2 separate regions of the Anas platyrhynchos genome follow, and region 2 is linked to region 1. Evidence: chromatin contacts called from public Hi-C data. All regions are on one chromosome and are shown on one strand. Each heading gives the region's core, a stretch centred on a gene start, on an enhancer-like site or on the middle of the called end of the contact. The rest is flanking DNA. Distances are from core to core; before and after follow the strand shown.

The links. A called contact is a pair of places that touch in the nucleus more often than the background predicts.
Region 2: a contact with region 1 is called in a Hi-C map of liver, with 7 times the contacts expected there. The contact joins two enhancer-like sites. A contact is called at or near these places in 5 of 8 Hi-C or Micro-C datasets (F1 follicle, liver, skeletal muscle and 1 more).

The regions. Positions count from the first base shown.
Region 1 is chr3:13,246,892-13,253,329 of IASCAAS_PekinDuck_T2T, forward strand. LOC101793288 reads left to right here and starts at 876. Exons shown (of 26, transcript XR_011808005.1): 1 at 876-1,433; 2 at 2,750-2,825. It overlaps AFTPH (aftiphilin), which reads right to left and starts at 563. Exons shown (of 8, transcript XR_003496100.3): 1 at 396-563. Within about 2 kb of position 4,175, at least 1 of the 8 cell types and tissues checked has an H3K27ac peak or open chromatin away from gene starts, as enhancers often do.
Region 2 is chr3:13,312,144-13,319,042 of IASCAAS_PekinDuck_T2T, forward strand. LOC101793288 reads left to right here. Exons shown (of 26, transcript XR_011808005.1): 23 at 22-1,397; 24 at 2,480-2,648. Among named protein-coding and RNA genes, the nearest start is that of PELI1, 19 kb to the right of the region's middle. Within about 2 kb of position 3,473, at least 2 of the 8 cell types and tissues checked have an H3K27ac peak or open chromatin away from gene starts, as enhancers often do.

The sequences.
Region 1 (6,438 bases), core at 2,925-5,424:
GCAGGGCGGCCCCAGCCCTCGGCCCTCAGCCGCCACCTCACGATCGTGCCCGGCCCTTGGGGCCCTTGGGGCTGTCCCCACGTCCCCGGGGGGCTCTCCAAGGGACAAAGCCGAGGGCTGAGGTCCGACCCCTGGCCGCTGCGGGGATTTTCACCTCAGCCTCCGCCGGGCGCGGCTGGAGGGAGGGAGGGAGGAAGGGAGGGAGGAAGGGCGGAGAGGAGATCCCCTCGCAGGGCCCGGGCGAGGCAGGACAAGCCCTGGGGATCCCCCGCTCGCTGCCGCGGGGTATGGGGTGCCCTTCCCCGGCCGAGGCCCGGAGGAAACCGGCCGCCCCCCAGCTGGGCGACCCGCCGAGGCGAGGGGACCGCGGCTGCGGCGGCGGCGCCGCCTCTTACCTGAGGGCTGCGCGGGGGGCGGCGGGGCCCGGGCGGGCATGGCTGCGGTGGGGTAAGGGGAGAGGGGACGCGGCCGGTTATCTGAGGCCTCCCGCGGCAGCCGCCATCGAGGGGGAACCCATGTCACGGCGACAGGAACCGCGTCGCGGCAGCCCGGCCCCCTCCCGGCGGCCACCGCCTCCTGCCCCGCTGCCGCCGCCCACTTGGCCCCGCACAGCCGCCGCCCCCGTCGCTCCCAGCGGCGGCCGGAGAGGCGGGCAGCGCCGGGGCGGGCGAGGCGGATAAATAAACGACGAGCGGGCGAGCAATGCTGCGGTGGTGGCGGCTGCTCCGCTAAGGGAAACGGCGGCGCTGCTGCGCGGCCGCCATCTTGAGTGCTGGCAAGCCTCCCCTACCGCGGCAGGGCGGCCATCTTGGACGAGGGGTGAGGCGGGGGAGCGGCTGGCAGGGAGGTGAAGCCGTGGCCGACATGTTGAGTGAGGGCAGCGGGTTTTTTTTTCCTTTTTTTTTTTTTTTTTTTCTTTTCTCCTGGCGGCCGTTATTTCCGCATAACGGCTCCCCGACAACTTCCACGGACCCTCGGGTCTCCCCCAGTCTGCACAGCCCCTCTGGTGCCTCAGGGAGCGGGCTGGGGTCTGCAGCTGCGAGCCCCGTGTTGCGGTGCTTTCCGTGCTCTCACCTAGTGAATGTGAGGGATTTAAGTCTTATTTTTTTTTAAGAGGTGCCCTGTGGCTGCGCAAGGTGGAGCCTGAGGGAGGCTGCTCGGGTGCGGAGCCGGGAATCCTGTCAGGAGCCGTGCCCTGCCCTCACGGCTGCCGCGGTGAGGGGGCTCGGGGCCGTGAGGGAGTTTCTCCGCGGAGAGGTCCGGCAAACCGGTGGGAACATAAAAAAAGAACCCCCAAAATAGAGCTGAGGAATCGGGGAGAATCTGTCGGAGTGTTTCAGCGAGGAAAGTGGCAGGAGGAGAGCTGAGAGAGGACAGTGCTTCGCAGTGGGAGCAGCGCTGCAGAGGATGGGTGCCCCTGGTGTGAGGACTCGGTGAGGGCTCAGAGCATCTCTTCTCAAAATCTCTTGAAGAGATTTTGGTTTTGCCTGTGTTATGAGGTGGCTTCATTTCTGATTCTTGAGGGTTAGGATAACATTCCTGCATAGGAAATCGTTGATTGCAAAATTTTGCCCCTTTGAAGTTTAGGGGGAAGTAGTCTGATCCCATGTATATGATCCCACAATCCTGTTTCCAAATCCACCTCTGGAACAGACAGCAGGATCGCTATTCCACCTTTTATGTCTCTGCGTGACCAGGGGGCAAACTTCTTGAACTTCAGAGCTTACAAACCACTTAATCCTCGTGGAGTCCCTGAGGGCCTGCCTGCGTCAAGCTGAAACCTCAGTTCGTAAGCACTGGGGGCTGCCAGAGTTGCCTCCTTCAAAGTGTAGCTTGGTACAAATTTGTTTCTGGGAAATGAGATTCATAAGTGTCTCCATTTAATAGAGAAGGTCTGTGCATAGGCTAGTTTCAAGTGCAACTCTAGTCAAATCTTCCTTTAGTTGAACTGGGTTTCTCAAGGTTGTATTTTTGTGGTTTAGTTCACTTGTTTACTGTGCAAATTCAGTCAAAAGGGGTAGAAAGACTGTCAAGAAAGCACACAGGGGGATACTGTGGTTTTTATATTTTTTTTATGTGCCCTTTTCCCCAAGGAGCACAAGCAGACAATGATTTGATCTCATAGATGAAAGAACGTTAACAGCAAAACCACTAATAAAAATCATGAGAAATACCACATGCATACTTCTGTGTGTTTTTTCTTATGCTTTTTTCCATTCCTAATGCCTGTTTACACTGTATTGGTAAGTATTGTCAAAACTGCAAACACCAAGTATTTTAAAATGCAAAACAAGGTTTTAAATAATGTGCGAAGCCTGATATACATCCCTTGACAGTAGCAAACTGAACACTACAGTGGTTACAACACGCTGACAAATTACAATAATAAAATAGCAATCAAAGCGTAATAATAAAACTTTGTTCCTATGGAGGCTTAAGCATATATTTAGACACAGTAATTTTTCTGAGGTAGGCTTAAAACAGGGTTGTACGTATGACTCTTCGTGTTTGAGATGGGTTTGTGAATAAAAATGCCTCAAATGCTTTTTAAGAGTAATTATAATTAATCTACTAATTTAATAAGACATATAAGGCCTCTGGGAAGCATGGGAAAATTATATTGTTAATACAATATTTCAATTACATTAGGAGTCCTGTTACAATAGCTTAAGATAATCATAAGCGACTATTAATGAGGCTGGGTGAGTGTTACATTTCGCCACCTGGTGGCTGTTTTCTTTTTTTCCAGCTTAGTGTGAGAAATGCAGTGTAAAGCTTGTGCTGACCTGGCAGGAGAGGAGGAGAAGCAATGAGGGGACTGGAAGGTAGGCAATTTAGCTATCAAAGAACTTTGACCTTCACCCAGTGTAAAATGTGGTTTACGATTGTATGGGTGAAGAGAAAAATCTGTAAAAGAAGTGAAATACTTAGTTGTAAAGCACCAGACAAATTAGGTAATTTTTTCCCATATCTGGCAACAGCCATTAAGTTCTAAAGCCCCAAAATATACCTCAGAGTGTGCTGTTAGTCCATGGAGCATCTTTTCCTGTACCAGCCGTGTTTATATAATGGTCATTGGCTGTGTGTGTTACCCACCCCTGTGGCAATATTGTAAATAACATAATTAGAGGAGCTAATTTTATTATTATCTTCTACAACTGAGGCATCAATGATATGAATGAACATATTGGATAAACACACAGCCTTCTAAACAACCCAGGCAGCAACCTGAGCCCCTGCACCCTAAAACAAATGCAAAGCTCTTGTGTGGAAGAGCCACAAGCCCAACCATGTACCACAGGAAGAGAGCCAGAAAGATCAGCAGCGTCAGTAATTAGGTCCTAGAATAGAAGGAAAATGGTTAAGTAAAATTCCCGGATGGTTTGAGGAAGTGAGTCATATCCTAAGTTACAAAGAAAGGCAGAAAATCCTTCCAAATGGTCCCTGCCAGTTTGACCAGAGGGAAATTTCCTTCTCTTGGTGGTGTTCAGTAGTTTCTAGGATCAGAAGCTTTAATCAGTATGCAGTTGTGAGTCTGTAAAATTCATTTAACTTTAATGCAGGATCAGATGAGAGGTAAGTGTCCTACATGAAAAAGTGAAGGTGATCTTCACTTAGGCGTAGCCTGAATGATTGACAAGATGTGTGGGATTTTTTTTTTTTAGTCATTCCTGCGTAAGCTTTGCTGGTTGAAGGGGATTACATTTGCTGACGAAGGCAGACTGACTCTTTATAATAGCATTAGCCGTGTTATGTATTTGTTCTATGAAGTGGAATCAACGAGTTACAACCCTATTCAAGGTTATATTTTCAACACGAGTTACAACCCTATTCAAGGTTATATTTTCAACACATGAACGTTTCCTTCGCAGAATTGCATGGATTACAGACACTGTGTTATTTGAAGACTGTTCTAGAGTAGCGTTCTAAAAATCTTCAAACATTTTGAACTTGTTTCCTTTTTTTGTCTTATACTTCCATGTTATTTCTATTCTGACAACATTATGAAAAAACGCTGTAATCTTGAGATATCCATCTCAGTGCGAAGCCCCTCTTACGTAGTGCAGTAAAGGTTTTAGTTGAAGTGGGACTGGTCTTGATAACTCCAAGGTCTCAACTGGTTATCCACAGCAAACCAGCTTTATGAGTCACTACTGCTAAGTCCTAAACTGTCAGGAGAGGGCGCAGCCTTCTTAGAAGTCTTAGATGGAAAAAGATGGCATGGTGTGTCAAAATGATTCAGAAAGGCTGTCTCAAAAACCCACAAGGTCTGCAGGCTCACTCCTCCTGGTTTAGGAACTGAGGATGACAGGGAGCACTTGTTATGATCTGCATCCATGTGCTTCATAAACTCAGTTATTCATAATTCTCAAGAAAGTGGAGTACCTGTAGGGAAAACATGAAGCTTTGTATCTCTCATTTTGGAGTTTACAGTATGGTTCCTAACTGGAGCTTTTGGTTATACTATAAGCTGCACCACTACTGCATGGTATAATGCAGAATAGCTTCTGAAACACACTGGATTGCTAACAGTGTAGTTTTTCTTTTAAAACAAATAAAAAAGTAACAATAAGTTTTGTTGTTGTTGTTTATTTGCAAAATATGTATGGTACAATGTGTCTTCTGGCAGTGCAAGCTTTATATATGGAATAAGCTTTAATCAAAAGCTAGATAAGTTTTTATACTTCAGGCAGTTTGCTTTCCTCTCTGCTGAGTCTGGCAGTGCTGCATATCAGAAGCTAGACGTTCTGTTTCCTGAGAAATTGTGGTGCTTGATTCTATTTTTTTAATTCAAAATTGAATCAGACAGTTGAAGATCTGAAATTATCCATAGAATGAGTTTAAAATGTTCTTTGGGCCTACCAGATCATTTCATTTCACTAATGCCAGAGCCCTTCATTTGTGCTATTGTCAATGCAATGCTAACTAATTTAAATTTTTTTCCATGAAAATGAAATATAAAAGTAGAAAATCAAGCAAATTGAAAACAGGAAGTCAAGCTCTTGCATTTTATCTTCACAGAATGTTTTGATTTTTTCCCATCCTGACATGCAACTGAATTGGCACAGTTCTGTGAAATGCTTTTAATTTAGTAAAACTGCATTTATCTTAGACCATTATAGCTGAAATAACCCCTGCTACTGCGCTATCAGGCAGAAAGAGCTTGTCTGACTGAATTCACCAATCAGCCTCGAAAGCTTTACATGAAAATTGTTTGTGGCTGTGGTTTCAAAAGGTGGGCATTATCAAAGCTGGCTGAATGGATAATACGCCCTTTCCTCTGCCTTCTAAATAGGCAAGTTATTGAAAGAAAAATTGTGCAGTTACTGTTACCTAAGTTAAACAAAGCATTGTGTGAGAGGAGGATAAGCTAAGTGGCCTGCTACTGAACTGCACTGCTGATGTGTCTTTGAGCATTGGAAGATGCTAAAAGACCTGAAGCAGTCATTGTTTTTTTCTTTATGCAGTGGTTAGGGCCCTGAGTTCTGTCCTGAATCAATGCAGACTGCCTGGCTCTTGTTGGAGTTAGAGATCAGGGAGCCAGGAGTGCCTCTTGGTCCCTGGGCATCTTCCAGCCACAATGGGGACCCCCTTGAGAAGAGACCAGCAGCTTTACCCCATTGGTGTCTGTGAGCTGGCTGTGCAGCAAGCATCCTGAGGCTCCATGTTCCCCTCTGTTCTGAGAGTGTCTTAATTCCTGCTCCGTGTCATCTTTATTCTGCTGACAGTGAAAGGAAATTGCTGAGCCTGGCCTCCCTACGGTTGGTGTTAGCTGTTATGGCCACTCCTGTGTGGTGATCCGTGTTTCCTCCCAGGGCTGTAGTGCCTCTCAGAGCTATTCAGAGGTACAGAGATACTCTTCTGAACATCTCAGCTGCTCACATCTTCTGTATCACCACTAATTCCATTAGCATTGACCTTTGGGCAAGGGAAATCACCAGGCAATGGTTTCTCTTGTTATGGGTATCCCACAGAAGTTTTCCAGTTCTTCAAGGGACTGCCTCCATCTATTCTAGTTGCATGACATTAACATTAATTTATATGCAGCATATAAAGCCTTTGTTTGGAGTGCAAGCTTGTTACTCTTTCATACAAATCTCCCTAGCTATCTTTACTGGAGTCACAGTTACAAAAACACAAGGCATTACTACATCAGCAGCCCACTTTCTTGTGACTTGCAAGCCATTAAAAATCCCAAAGTTGTCTTTAAACAATCTAAATATGTGAACTACAAAGAAAGCTATGTAGTTCCAGGGGGAAAAAAAAAAAAGATTACAATTATTTTAGGTGGGCCTTAGAAATCTCTTATATCCATATGGTTCTTTGGTTTTTGGCTCAGGCTTATTTGGGCAGGGGTAGAATTGCTGACACTCAGTACCGTGTGTTTGGGAGTGGGGTTTGTTTTTGTTTTCTTCTAAGGAACTCCATTGCAAGTCT
Region 2 (6,899 bases), core at 2,223-4,722, 65 kb after region 1:
GTATTTGTGTTTCTCTTCCAGTTACACTGCTGGCAGTGACTTGTTTTATCTTTGCTGTTCGCCTGGGATTAGTCATCTGGAGGCACTGTAAGAGACCACTGGAAGCACCAAGAACCCCACATCCATCAGGCACAGTGGCCTGAGACCTCTGACATGGTGATGTTGTGGCAGATACTTCCGAGGGAGAAATGAGAATTGGGCATCCTGTATCCACTGCTCCTTCCTTCCAGTATCAATTGTCTTTTTTTCTCCTCTTTCTTTGTTCTGAATTATTAGGGCTTGTGTCTACAAATCAGCTCTCCTCCCATGTTCTCTCAGATCAGCTAGGCACAGCCCCACCTTGAATCTGCACCCTCCTTCATTTTTTCAACTCTGCATCAGTGGAGGAAGAGGTCCTGCAGCTGAGCAGCTCTGAAAACCTTCCTGATGACTAAGCTGGGGCTCTGCTCCTTCCAGTGTGATGAAGGCTGTCAAGAGATGCCTGGCAGGCTTGCACAGACAGTTGCCCACATTCTTTCCCTGAGATTTTGTTATGTTAAAGTGCATCTCTGGGTGAGCCGTCCCTGGGAGCTGTGGTGGGCAGTGGGAGGCTTCATTCCTTACTGACTTTGGCCAGCGGCCATCCAGCACTGGGCATCTGCAAGCCTCAGCCCTCCCTTTCCTGCTTCTGTTTGTCACAATGAGAACAGATGCTGCAAATCTAGAGATTGACTCCTGGGGTGTTAATTCTAATGTATGATGTGCAAGAGCAGGGTGGAGGGATGGCACAACTGCCATCGTATTTCAGGTTATTGTAGCTCTGATGACTAAAAATTGAAGATGCATTCACTTTTCAGCAGGTATTATGGTCTCTGGGCCTCTGCCGTGTTTTTTCCTGACTTTCTCAGCTAAGTTTGTTACTGTGTCAGTGACTCCATCTGTGGACCTGCAATAACAAGGATCTGTGCCTCTCCTGCTCCACCTGCAAGACAAATGAGATCTGGGGCAGGTGGGAGCAGTGGGTTGCTTTTCCCTGAGCTGTGCAGTGCACAACTTGTGCTGGCTGCCTGCCTCCTGCTGGAGAACAGCTTGTAGCTGCTCTGGCAGGAGGTCAGACATAACCACAAGATGATGCCTGATCTGAGTTGAAGCCTGCTCCTTCAAAGGGTGCCCGTTTAAAAATTAAACTCTTTTTTTTTTTTTTTTGGACTAGGTAGAGTGAGTTCATCCTAGCTGAGTGCTTTGTCACATGGCTCCACCACTGTTAGGAAGGCTGAGAACAAATTGATTGCATTGTCAGACCACTGCCTCTCTTTCCTGTACCTACTGGAATTGATGGTGCCTGGGTGGTGTTGGGAAAGTTTTCCCAAATTGCTGCTGCTTTCACATGCTGAATACCTTGCAGTGTTATTACGAAGGTGAATTCTCCTAAAATAGGCTCTTTTTTACATTTAACAAACACAACCTATGTTATGCGATTCTTGTCCCTCTCTTGCATTTTATTTTTAAATAAAGTTGCTAATGCCAGTGTTCTGTGTCAATATGCAAGCACATCACTTCTGCAAACCCTACACATGCCTAAAACAGAGCTCCTGGCTCCTACGTTGTTCATGCCCTGTCTTTTGCAGGGACCCCTCTGCCTTGCTGGAGCTTCCCCTCCTTGTGGGGCTGTGCAGGAGCATTGCTGCTCCTAATCCCACCCTCACCACCCCAAAACAAGCTGCAAAGAGCTCCTCAGAGGCCTGTTTCTGAGCACTGCTGAGGAGCCGCAGCAGCGCCACGTTCATCTTGTGCAGACCTCCCTGCAAGAAATCCCCTGGCAATGGCCCCAAAATGCTAGGGCTGGGTGAGCCCCTACCCTGGCCACCCACAACTAAGCTCCTGGCCCCCAAACCTCCTTCCAGCCTCGTTTCCCCAGAGCTGGGGCAGGCAGACGTTCCCACAGCCGTCCTGCCACAGTGAGCCCCTGCCAGCTCTGGGAAAAGCAGCTTTCCTTGCATCAGTGGCACGAACAGGAGCCTAAAAATATCAGCACCCCCCCCTCCCACCCCTTTCCTTTTAGCTGGGGGGAAAACAGGGTTGAAAACTAACAGTGTGAACCTTCCCCTTCTAGTTCGCAGTGTGCTATTTTTAAAGGCCGTTCCTTCTGAAATGCCTCGGTTCCAGTTGTTTTCCAAAACCAGAAATACCAATGATGTGCGTTTTTCCCCACAGCGGATCATTCAACAAAGCTGCGTTTCACGAAGCCCCAAGCCTGCCAACATTTTTGCAAAAATAATCTGCCCAGCCTTTGTTTTCATGAGCGATTATCGGATTTGGGTGAATTTTACTGGATTTAAAATTTCTTGGAAAGCTGGTGGCATTAGGAGTACAAAACCTTTAAAAAAAAAAAAAAAGAGTTTGTTGTTGTTTCTTCTCTCTCTCTCTTTTTTTTTCTTTTTTCTTTTTAACTGAAAAATGTAATTCAGGGCCCTGTTAACTGCCTGTATGTCTCTCCTAGCCCAGCCTAGGATGAAACCTGAATCCCCCGATTGCCTTGCCTCCCCGTGGGGCTGGAGGTTGGAGCCACCTGGAGGATGACTGGAGCTGGAAGATGTATGGAGCTGGTGGAGCTGGACACCATGAGGTTCCTTGTAGGGAAAAATAAGGATCAGCCAAGCCACCACCAGGTAGGCAACCCAGTGCTGAGCCTGGGGTACCTCCTTCTGCTGGCTGGGGCCGGCCCCAGCTCGTCCTTGCTCATCCTCTGTGCGCAGCAGCCTCTATCCGAGGAAGGTAAGGGATTGTCCGTCAGTTTAGCTCTGTTCGCTCCTGAGGGCTGGATGTTACCACAGCTGGGAGACAGTCGTGTTCAGTAAAAATTCCTGGGGAAATCTGATTTGGAAGAACTTCGCATCAAAGTAGCTGTGGGTCAGGGGAAATATGCATTTGAACCGAGTGAGCAAATATGTTAATTCAAAAGGAATTAAAAAAAAATAATAATAAAAAGGCTGTAAGGTCCTGGGTCAGGCTCTCATTAAAGTCTGAGACTTCCAGAGAAAAACATGGCTCATTTCTCAAATTAGGACTCATCTCGTTCCTCTTTGGTGACCCCTAGAAGAGAGGAGTTGCTGGACTCCACAGCTCAGAGCATGGTGCTCCTCCCATGATGGTCCTGGCCGTGTGTGGAGCTTGGTGCTCCTCCTGTGGTGGTCCTGCTCTGCTATTTGGTGCTCCTCCCATGAGGAGCTCATCCTCTGGGCTTGGGGCAAACCCTGGCTGTGCCTCCACTGCCTTATCTGCAAAGCCGAGAGGAACAGGAGCAGCCTCTGCGTAGAGGACAGCGAAGATCTGCAGATAAAAGCACCAAAGACAACCGGCGATGATTAAAGGGATGCGCACCCTTTGCTGTGCGCGCAGTCTAAACATGCACGGGCCATCCCGGGCCCTTTGAAAGCTGTTAGATGCTTTAAAGCTAAATATTTATTTTATCTGCGCGGAGTCGGGACAGCCCTGTGTTGGGAGATTAGCTCAGCTCCCTCTGTCAAAGACATCTCGGCGAGGAGTCACAGGATCGGGCATGAACACGTGGGAAAAAATGCTGGATGAGCGCGAGATCCTGACCCTGCTCCCAGCAGAGCCTGCAGGGGCACACATCAGCCTCGGGAGCTGGAAACTTTGCCTCAAAACCCTGAGTGTCCACACCAGAAAGCTGTGTTTTTTCTTGCCTCTTGGGGAAGAAAGGAGCTCAAAAGCCCTCGGTTATGTTTAAGGCACTGAGAGAAGATGCAGCTCGCTTGGGACGGGACTGATTGGGGCCAGGGAGCATTGGAAGTGGTGGTGACACCATTTGGTAACTCGATTCGTCTTGATGTTGTTCTAATAGCTTTAAAAACTGGGCGGTGCTGGAAAGAATTTGGCTTCAGTGACCCATAACATGAATTATTTTCATCCAAGAGACAAAAACCCCAGTGTTTGTGCCTGTGCCCATGTGCGTGGGTGTGAACTGGAGAGCAGAGCATCCCCTGGCTCCGCAGGCAGGGCTGGTGAGCATGACATCGGCATGCTGAGAGCTGGAAAACGCTGCTACTGCCTTCCCCAGCACCAACGTGTATTTTCCAGGAGCAGACTGAAGGAACAGCTTGCTATGGAAAGCCCTCGGGGCTTTGAGAGGAGCAGGGTGGCTGAGCAAAAATGTCCAAGAGCTACGAAACAGCTGGTTGGGCTCCCTCACCCCCAGGCTCTATCTTAATCCCATTAAAATCAAACTGGGGAAAGCTTCTGCCCACTGGTGGGACTTTGGGGCTGCCCTCCCTGCCAAGTGCACCCTCCCAGCCGCCCTGCTGCTCTTTTGGGGACACCTTGCTCCCCACAGACGTTCCTGATGGGTTGGCGTAGTGGATTTTGTGGGCACCTCCTGGTCTGGCAGAAAGGGGTCACCGCGTAGCTGCAGGTGTCAGAGTGAAGGGGCCCCGTGCACCTCACCTGCATGAATTGGGTGCTCACACGTGGATTGGGTGCTTGGCTGTGAAATGATGAAGTGCACACAGGTAAATCTAATAGGAACACACATGTAAATTAACCGTGTGCTCGTGCACGAGCTGGTCAGGCGCTGTGCATGAATTAATTGGGTGCTCATGCACGAGCAAAGGTTGGGTGCTAACGCATCAACTCCTCCAGAACCCATGAGTGAATTCTTTGCTTGCTCATGCTTGAGCATTTTGGGTGCTCATGCATGAAGTAATTGGGCTCATCCATAAATTAATTGGGCGCTCATGCATCAGCTAATTGGGTCCTCATGCACGAATTAATTGGGGATTCTCGCACGAATTAATTTGGTGCTTATGCATGAACGATTTGAGCTCCTGTGCATAAATTAATGGGGCACACATGCATGAATTAACTGGGTGCCCGTGCACAGACTATTTTGGCAATCACACCTGAACTAATCGAGCTCCCACGTGAGCGCTGCAAATCCTGTTGTTTGTGCCCAATACGACCCACGATGACCAGACTGGCTGAGGGCCACACAAGGCATTGCATGGGGCGGTGCTGTGACACTGTGGAAATTTCTCCCCCTACCCAAGAGGCGTCCCAAGACGTCTGCTCGGGAGGAGGACACCACCCAACCTGCTCTGGGATGCACCCTGCTCAGAGCAGCAGGAGGAAAAGCTGCCTGCCTCACCCGGCTGGTGCGGTTTGTGAGGACGGGTGGAAAAAAACAAGGAGAAACCCTGCTGCACTTCCTCAAACGAGAACATCTCGTTCAGCCAAATGCAAAGCCGGTCCTCGAGGGCGCTCCTGAAGAGACGAGGAGACGGGGCGATGGCAACAACGCCGGTGCCCTGCTGGGAAAGTGGGAAAAGAAGCATTTGATAGTTATCACGGCCTTACCACAAAGCATATGCGCGCAGCGTCATAGCAAGGGCTCCGTCAGTGCTTCTGCACTGCAGCTCTGGGGAATTTGGACTCGCAGCTGGCATCAGAGCGAGGTGTCCCTGATGCTGGAGCAGCTCCAGCCTGCCGTGGCGATGGGGACAGCAAAGGCAGGCAGCAGTTTCTGCCTGACCCTGCAGCAAACTCAAACCGGGAGAAGTGGCAGATGTCCATCTGCTTTCTGCAGAGCTGGGGTAGGTGTAACTGTGCGGAGCTGGAAGGGGCATCCCGGATGGATGGTTTTGTTGGCAGAGCCCACCAGGAGAGGACTGAGACACCGAAGACAAAGCAGGTGAGGGCGCAGTGGGAGGAGAGTGTGTGATGGAGCCCCAGCATCACCTCTCCTCAGCAAGAGGACTGCTTGGAGCTGTGCAGGGAATGACTTTTCAGGAGACCTGGATGGTGCCAAGGCCTGAAGGAAGACTTGAAGAAGATCGTGGCAAACCCAGAAAAAAAATAATAATCAAATCTATTGCCTTGGAAGAAAGCCCTACCTGAATCCACGCAGAAACAACTTCATTGCCTGTAGCAGCGATGCCTGCTAAAGATCCTTCTTGAGATGCCTTCAGGCTGGGCCCAATTATTTTATTGAAAGCTGGGGGGGGGGGCGGGGGGCAGTTCCCCAGCCCCAACATCTGAGCAGGAGACTGGCTCCTCATTCTCACAGAGCCGATCTGCTTGCTCAGGCTCTGGCAGATCTGCTCTGCCAGGGCCCAGGAAGCTCTGAAGAGCCTCTCGAATGCTCTCGATGGCTTCTCAAGGTAAACATCTTATGCTGTGCGTGCTGAAAATACCCACGGCACGGAGGCTCTAATGTGAAGAAACCCCAAAGGAAAGCAAAGGGAGCAGAGGAGATGGCAAGCAGGCAAGGGGATGGAGCTGAAGCCTTGAAAGCCTTTTTCTTTCTGAAGCAGCCCCATCTCCGTTGCTGGAAAGCTCCTGCACAGCCAGAGAGCCACCCTGGAGCCTCTCCTCTCCCACGCTGTATAAAACCACGCATCGTATTCCCTATCAAAGGGCAATAAACACACTTCAAGTGTGTTTATCTCCTGGCTGACGAGCTCGGCTTAAAAGCTCAATTTGCTAAGCTGGAAGGAGCTCTGCCTCAGCGCAGCAAGCTCGCCGGGCTTCAGGAGGCTGCTGGAGAGCATCCACCCTGCGGCACAGAGCCATAATTCAGCCCCCGAGCCCAGCGCCCTGCGGCAGAGGCAGCACCGGGACTTTGAAGGGAGGAAGGAGGAGGCACCACGAGGTCCGGCCTCGTGGCTCCTGCCAGGACTGGAGGTGCTGGAGGTGCTGGGATGCTTTGGGAAGGAGCTGCAGACCCTACATGTACTCTTCGTTCCAGCTGAGCTCCTCTTCCTCTCAGCATTTCCCTGAGGTTCGGCGTAGCAGGGAGCTGCTGGATGGTTTCTCCTCCAAGCCCCACCACCACCACCACCACCCCGCAGCATTGCCCCTGCAGGAAACACCTCCCCAAAGAGCCCTTTTTTTCCTCCCGTTTG